Regions from separate parts of the Mus musculus genome. Here region 1 is linked to region 2. Evidence: chromatin contacts called from public Hi-C data. All regions are on one chromosome and are shown on one strand. The core of a region is the stretch at or near the end of the contact, and the rest is flanking DNA. Distances in the headings are between cores, read along the strand shown.

Region 1 (3,601 bases), core at 584-3,083, 260 kb after region 2:
TCCCTGAAAAGATGCCTTATCGGACTATAATAAAGTACTCTAATCTGGCTACTGGTTTCTTTTCAATTTTAGGGAACACTATTGAACTTAGGTGCCAGGAGAGGGAGCTATAGTGCATCTTTAAAATAAACTTAGGCATGTATAAAGGCTACGGCTTTTTCTATTCAACAGTTTCTTTCTTATATGCAACACAACCAGCTAGATTTTATTTATTAATTTAATACGGTTGTGCACAATGCTTTTTTTTATTAAAATCAAATTACAAACAATTCTGAATTGTGTAAAACTTTAAGATTCAAATAGGCCTTTGATGCCTTTCAAGTTAGAAGCACTATTTGCCAATTGAGACTTATTTGGATCTCTCAAAGCAGCTTGAGGCAAGTGAATAACATGTGAATGGGCGTCTTTATTCTTGCCTTAGTGCAGAATATCTTCTATCAGAGCACAGCCTCCTTAGTGAGAAAATGGGACTCTTAAAAGAAAGGACATGAGGTTAACTGATTTGCCTGGTCTTCCCAGGGTGGGGGTGGAGGAGATAGCTATTTTCTCACTGTGTGCTGTGTGGGAACGTTGAATGTACAAAGAGGATGCTGGCCAAGAAGTCTTGGCAAGGAACTGTTGGGGACTAAAGGCACTGAGTATAGCTGCTGGTACCACTGGAGTATTTTCCCTAGAGAGGACACATGCAAGTGATAGCATGAGAAGAACATAATGTCTAACACTAAGCATTAACTATTATCCTAAGTGCTTCATACATAATTAGTTCTGACTATAGCCCTATGCATGAGAGCACATGGCCCAAAATGGCTACCCAAGATGAGCCCAGTAAGAGGCAAAGACAGGTTTTAAAGCAAGGCAGGCTGGCTTCAGAAATGGAACTTTCAAACTGTGGACTTCTTTTTTGTTTTATGGTTTAAGAGTTTATTATAGAAATGCAGGGGAAAGAGAGAAGAGAGAGAAAGGGGGAGGGGAGAGAGGAGAGGAGAAGACAAAGAGAAAGGAGAGGGGAGAGAGAAGTGAGAAAAGTGAGAGATAAAGGAATATAGGAGTAAGAGAGCCAAACTGTGGACTTCTATCATCTCCCCAGATAGCAAGAGACACTTCCATAATAGTTCTCTGATGTACACATATCATTCTGAGAGCTTTATTCACATGGGTCCTTATAAGTCATATACTCCCGTGGTATGGTACTACTATTGTCCCTGTTTTGCACCAGGAGAAACTGAGGCACAAATGAGTTAAAAGGTTAAGGTGATTATTGACGGTGAGGATGTGTTTAAAGGCAAGAATGCTTTTTATTGGGCTGGAGAGATGGCTCAGCAGGTAAGAGTACTGACTGCTCTTCTGAAGGTCCTGAGTTCAAATCCCAGAAACCACATACATGCACATGGTGGCTTACAACCATCCGTAATGAGATTTGACGCCCTCTTCTGGTGTGTCTGAAGACAGTTACAGTGTGCTTAATCATAATAATTAAATCTTTTTTTTTAAAGAAAAAGAATGCTTTTTATTTATAACAAAGTCCTTTTGAAGTTACAGAGCAGATGCAGAATTCAGTGTGGATTCCTCCGCCCCGGGGTTTCTTTTGCTTCTGTTTATGCCTCCCCTCCAGGTTCTCATGAGCTATACCATCTCTTTCTAAGGTACTGCTATAATCATTGAATGAATAATTTTTGTTCTTGGTGCCTATTAGCTGGGATTTAAGTACACACACAAGGTCACTAAACATGTAGAGAAAACAAGACACAACTTATTTCACTTCCTCTGCACTGAGGGCCACACCCTGTAATAATTCTGCTTTTACTACTTTTACAAAAGGTTGCAGGGTCATGACACATGTCTGCTTGCTTCCTGTTACCAGCCAGTCTTTGCTAGTATTCTCTGTTAACACAGACAGGCTGTCTGTAGGTCTCTGGAGCAGGTGTTCACCTCCCAGTGATAATTAACAAGTACACAGTCTCACTCCTCAGACCAGAACATCTCTGTCTCAAGAAAATGGAAGTTTATGAAATGGACCAGGAGGTAGTGAGGCAATGATTACTCCATGATGATCAGAGACTGGGGGGATGAACTGATCAGTTAACTCTGCCTATTAGCAGAAAATGAGGCTCAGCGGCTGGGTTATTCCATCACTAAATCCAAAAGAGGGAGAAAGAATACTTTGCTTCTTTGCAGGTACTCTTTTATTACACATTCCTAGAGTTTCAGTTTTCTTAAACTGAAGTTATAGGAAAGCTAACAACCTAGACTTGATAGTCTTTGAATTTGGGGATTTATTTTTGAGATATTTTAAAAGAATAAAACTCTGGCAATAATGGCCTGTTCACTCTTGCAAACAAATTTATATTTTATTTTCCCTGAACTACTTATTTTGTTTTTTTCTAGTTTGAGAGGAGACAGATGGGGCATATTGCATGTGATCTCCAGAAAAGTACACTCAAACTTGGTGACTTTGTTTCTCAGCATTGACTGAAGGTATTATTAGCAAGTTCTTCAATGCTCATGCATGACAGCTTAATTCTACACGAGTGTGCTGAGTCCTCAGTCCTTACTACCTCTCCAAGATATGGAAACATTTAGTTCCATTCTGATGCCTGCCTAACTTTCCTAGGTTGCGTACATGTTACACTGTGTTGCCTTGGTGATAAGCCCTCCTATTTCAGTGAGTTGAACTCATAAGAACTTCCTTCCTTGTGGAAAAAAGCTTCCTGTGCCCCTTCATTGCACCCCATTCCTGTTCCGGATGGCTCTGGAGTTCTCATAGAGCTATTAGGTCTTCAGTGGCCAGAGAGGGTGAAAAGAGGGCCCCCTCTATGGCTGCCTCTCTGAGTGCTCCTACAAAGCTTCTGCTGTCTCCTCCGTTCAGGATCAGCCAAATGATGAGCAGCAGCATCAGTGTGGGTCACATGACAGAGTAAGCTGTGATAAGTGAAGGCTACAAATGAGGCAATGGAGTGAACTCACAGAGGAAGGCTGAACTCAAAAGGAATGGCAAGTATTTCAGATGAGAGGTGCCGAGTGGCGACCAGAATTGCATAGGTGGATTGTTGAGTTTCACATTGTGGTACACACAGAGAAAAGCAAGGTTCAACATTGAAAATGAGGTTCTGCAAAGATCCCGAAGACCCAGGAAAATCAGGCTGAGACATCTGGGTTTTGTCCCTGTAAGCAAATGCAAACAAAAGCAAATCCTACCTTGTAGTAGATAAATGAAAAGTGGGCAGCAGTCAGCAAAAACTGACTTGTAGTTTCCTCCTTACTAAGGTGATAAAAGTATTCTGACAAAAATGATTTATGGGAGGAAACAATTTAGCTTAAACTCCTAGGTCACAGTTCATCCTTGAGGGAAGCATAGGAAATCTTCTCCTAGGCTGAGGTTCTCACACAGGCTCAAGCTCAGCTAGCTTTCCTCATATAGCTCATGACCACATGCCTAGGGACAGTGGGCTGGGCCCTCTCTCATCAGGTAACAAAAGACAGTTCCACCCACAGACATGGCCATGGGCCAATCTGATCTAGAACATTTCTCAACTGAGACTTTCCTATCAGATGACTGTAGGCAGGGTGAAGTTGACAAAATACCTAACTACAAAAAAACAGA
Region 2 (3,938 bases), core at 522-3,021:
TGCAGTACAGCTACCAAGTGTGACAAAGACATGAACAGAGATTGACAATGAGTGGACAGGACGATGGTCATGGGATCACAAAAGATCTGTGCCATTATAACAGGGCAGGACTTATTCTAGAAACATGGGACACCATTGGGTAGTTTCCAGTCTGGAAGTGGCTGTTTAGATTTGTAAGCATGCAGTGACGGACCAGAAGAGGAAACGCTTTCCTAGGGCTTTATCTGCTGTAACTACAGCAGGATTTTCACTGCCATTTTCTCTGTGAGGCTCTGGGACTGAAAATATTCCCAAACTGAGGTAAAGCAACCCATCATCGCATTGGAATGTGCTTGGAAACTTCTAGCTAACCCACTCTGGGAATCTGGCTACAGAGTTGGTTCTGATTAGCTTTGTGTAACTGGTTGAATAGAATTTGTACCAACCTGAATCAGACCCTTTGAAGCTTCCTCTTTGGGTTGCTGTGAGGATTAAATAGGATAAGACATGCAAAGCCCTTGTCACATAAGACCTCATCAAATATTAGTCTTTTTTTTTAAAATCACAGTTACCCCATCATATATCCCCATCATATATCCAAACAGTGCTGTATGACTGTGTTCAGTATATGCTTACTGAAAAAGTTGTCTGTCTGTCTATCTATCTATCTATCTATCTATCTATCTATCTATCTATCTATATTTCTTGCCATTAGCCCAGGATACCTGGAGCTCACTATTTAACCCAGGTTGACCTCCACTGCTCCACAGTTCTACCTCAGCCTCCAGAGTGCTTGACTTACAGATTCCAGACACTATGATCAGCTATTAAGTAACAAACAAAACAAAACAACAACAAAAAAAGTTTTTTAAAAAATCTTTTTTTCAGAGATCCACGTTATTATAGCTACTCTTCACGGGTAGAAAGTCTTATTGTCAATGAAGAAATGGGAAATTTCGCTCAAGAAGCTGTTCCGAATCACATTTTGCCTGAGGAAACCCCTGTGAGGTACATGCAGAACAATCATTTTGACTCAGATACTCTAAAACTAGACTCGTTGCTTTTGAACTGGGCTTATGACAGGCACCTGATGCTTGCTGAGTTGAGAAAAGCATATAAGATGCTCTTAACAGATGCTGGCTCCTAATAGTACACACACACACACACACACACACACACACACACACACACAATAGCAAGTACTTCACAAATAGGGAACTATTATTCATGCTTCAGGTTTTGATAAAACTGTCCTTAAATGAGCTATTTTTCTCCCCATGAAAAATGTATAGAAAAGCTCATTGTCTTTAAGATAGTTTCAACCAGGGGCCTAGCACATCTGCTCACAAGCAGCTCACTGCCCCATGTGATGTATTCCTTCCTTTAGATTGGAGCAAATTACTCTTCGCCGGTCAAACTTATGAGTCAACTGCCCTTGGGCTTCTCTGCACTCTGCCAGCCACAGCCGGTGCACCCAAACCCTTTCCATGCGAATCCACTAAACAAGGTTTCCCTGGACCCAATATCATTCCCTAAGAGAGTACCCTGCCTAAAAGGTAACAGAGAAGGCTGAACCACTCTTGGGCCCACCCCTCCTCGCGGCAGCAGCCAATCGCTTTGCTCTGTAGTGCATCCGAAGCCTTGGATTGGACTCGCTGAGACCGGGCGCGGGAGTAGAGCGCAGGGGTGGAGCGCGAAGCCTTGTCCATCACGTGCGGCCGCGGGGTCTCTCCGCCTTCACCGCGCGCCCCGCGGCGCCGAGGGGGCGGAGCCCGAGATCCGCCGCGCCTGCGTGGTGTGCGTTCCCCGGAGCAGCAGCTGCTGCCACCGCCGCTGCTGCCGCCGCCGCCGCCGCCGCCGCCGCTGCGACCTCCGCGTTCGGTAGTAGAATTTGGAATCCCTGCACCGGGCTAACAATGAAGCAGAGTTCCAACGTGCCGGCTTTCCTCAGCAAGCTGTGGACGCTTGTGGAGGAAACCCACACCAACGAGTTCATCACCTGGAGTCAGGTAGGGTCGGGGACGCGGTGGCCTCGGGTCCCCCTTGTCGAACCGGCTCGGCTCGGCTCGGCTCGTTTCGGCTCGGCTCGGCTGGGCTGGGTTGGGCTGGGCTGGGCTGGGCTCGGCTTCTCCCGCGGCCTGCGGCGGCGCGCGGCCTCCCCACCTCGCGCGGACCCCCGGCTTTGTGTGCGCGGCGAGCCGGGCCCCGCAGGCTCCGTTCTCCTCCGGCCGCGCGCCGTGGGGGAGGGGCGCCCTGGTAACGGTCCCGCCGGCCCGGGGAGCTCGGAACCGGCCCCGGCGGCGCGTTCTGCACACTCATCCTCAGTCGTCTGCTCGCCGCGGGGCGCGGAGGTCGCGGAGCCCCGGGAGAGCGGGCGAGCGGGCTAGTGAGCGAGCACAGGTCTTATCTAAAGAAATCACCTCCGCGGGGATTGCTTGCCCTGGCGTCTGGGATCTTTTATGATGATAATGGGAAAATGTGCAGACTCCGACTGCTCTTGCCTTGAGCTTTTAAATTTTATTTATGTATTTTATTTATGTAGTTTTAACATAGAAATTTCCCAGTTATTGTTTTGAGACTGGGTCGTTTCTTTAAAATAATTCAAGTAAAAGTGCCTGTAGACTATGCTTAGTAACTTAGCGGCTTGGAGTTAAAAACCGAGTCGTTAAATTTCACAGAATAGTTGCCGGCATAGTGGTTTGTGGTTGCCTTGATCAGTTTGATCCAGATCCTCCTTATAAATAAAGATGACCTTAATCAAGCCCGGTATCTTGCCTGGTCTAAGTTATGTGTTAGATTGATGCGTTGCCTAGGTGACCCAAGACCCCCTCCCCCCAGTTCCACACAAAGATTCTTTGCAGAGTGATTCTTTACATCACTTGTGCCTTTCCTTTGCTAGACTCGCAATGCTTGGATTGTTCAAATCTCTTCATGAAGGGGATCGGCTCCTCTTACTGGAGTTGATGACTTATTCAGGGTATTTTCATGTTCACAGTTTTTGAGATGAGTAAGTGGGAAATACCTAGCTATATGTCAAATAAATGTTATCTCCTCCGTTTCATTTGTGCCCTTTTCTGTTGTTAAAACTAGTTTTCACCCTTGCCTGCTTTTAGGAGGTAACAGCAATAGAATATACCTGATATTTGGACAACTATGTCACTGAATTTTTGCTGAGTATTAGTGCCAAGTTTTAAAAATTTCTTTCTAGGATTTAATTTTCGTGTGTATTGTCACATAGGTGCCCCACCCCCAACCCCTGCTGGTTGTGTAGACTAAGCAATTGATTAATTTGATACATTGGTACAAAGAAGTGAAAATAAAGAAAGGCAGCTAACCAGCATGAACTTAAAATAAACAGACGGCTCATGCTTTTCATCAGGCAGAAGGATTAAAGGTTGACGAGACCGGATCAGTGCAGACCGCTCCTCAGCTGTCTTTTAACATTAGAAACTGGACTGAAATAATTTCTTTCCCCCAACCAAGCTGAGGTCATTGAACGTGAATTTGCAAAAGGCCATTTATTTGTATTGTCTATAAGTTCTACACAAATGTATTGGCAATTGGTTCTAATTAAACAGTATTGTATAAGTGACCTGATAACTTCAATTAGCCAAAACATTTTAATAACTTTCTTGCCTTTTTTGATCGGTAAGGACTGTGGAGAATTTAAACTAGTGCATACGTGTGAATTCTTAATTGTAAATGAAACAAGCTACTTAATGGCTTTTAATTACCGTATTAAGTCTCAGTTTATATTTTTAATTGCCCATTTCTAATACACCAATAGGACAGTCAACGTGTAATTAAACTCAGTGGGGTATTGGTTCTAGAGATACAGTTGGTGCTTTAATGTTTGTGTCACTGAAACTATTACATTTACAATGTAATGGGTTTGATTGGAATGGAGAAACAGGTGTTCTGAGATAGATATGAATGTGGCCCAAAACTTTTGTAAATGA

What was found. Hi-C and Micro-C count contacts between places; a contact is called where the count stands out from the background.
Region 1: a Hi-C map of Th1 cells shows a contact between it and region 2, with 4 times the contacts expected there. The contact joins the enhancer-like site here to the promoter of Hsf2 in region 2. A contact is called at or near these places in 8 of 39 promoter capture datasets (the 3T3-L1 cell line, 3T3-L1-derived adipocytes, the C10 cell line and 5 more), 19 of 484 Hi-C or Micro-C datasets (the C2C12 cell line, CD4 T cells, CD8 T cells and 14 more), 9 of 115 datasets of contacts at active chromatin or transcription factors (CD8 T cells, astrocytes, bone marrow-derived dendritic cells and 5 more) and 3 of 9 other capture datasets (adipose tissue, liver and pancreatic islet).

Annotation. Positions count from the first base shown.
Region 1 is chr10:57,743,833-57,747,433 of GRCm38.p6, forward strand. No RefSeq gene overlaps it. Among named protein-coding and RNA genes, the nearest start is that of Fabp7, 39 kb to the right of the region's middle. Within about 2 kb of position 1,834, at least 58 of the 459 cell types and tissues checked have an H3K27ac peak or open chromatin away from gene starts, as enhancers often do. A contact at or near this core is called in Th1 cells, astrocytes, bone marrow-derived dendritic cells and 5 more, where this site is marked.
Region 2 is chr10:57,484,614-57,488,551 of GRCm38.p6, forward strand. Hsf2 (heat shock factor 2) reads left to right here and starts at 1,772. Exons shown (of 12, transcript NM_008297.3): 1 at 1,772-1,988. The coding sequence starts at 1,896. 4930467K11Rik (RIKEN cDNA 4930467K11 gene) reads right to left here and starts at 1,740. Exons shown (of 4, transcript NR_045353.1): 1 at 1,570-1,740; 2 at 426-461.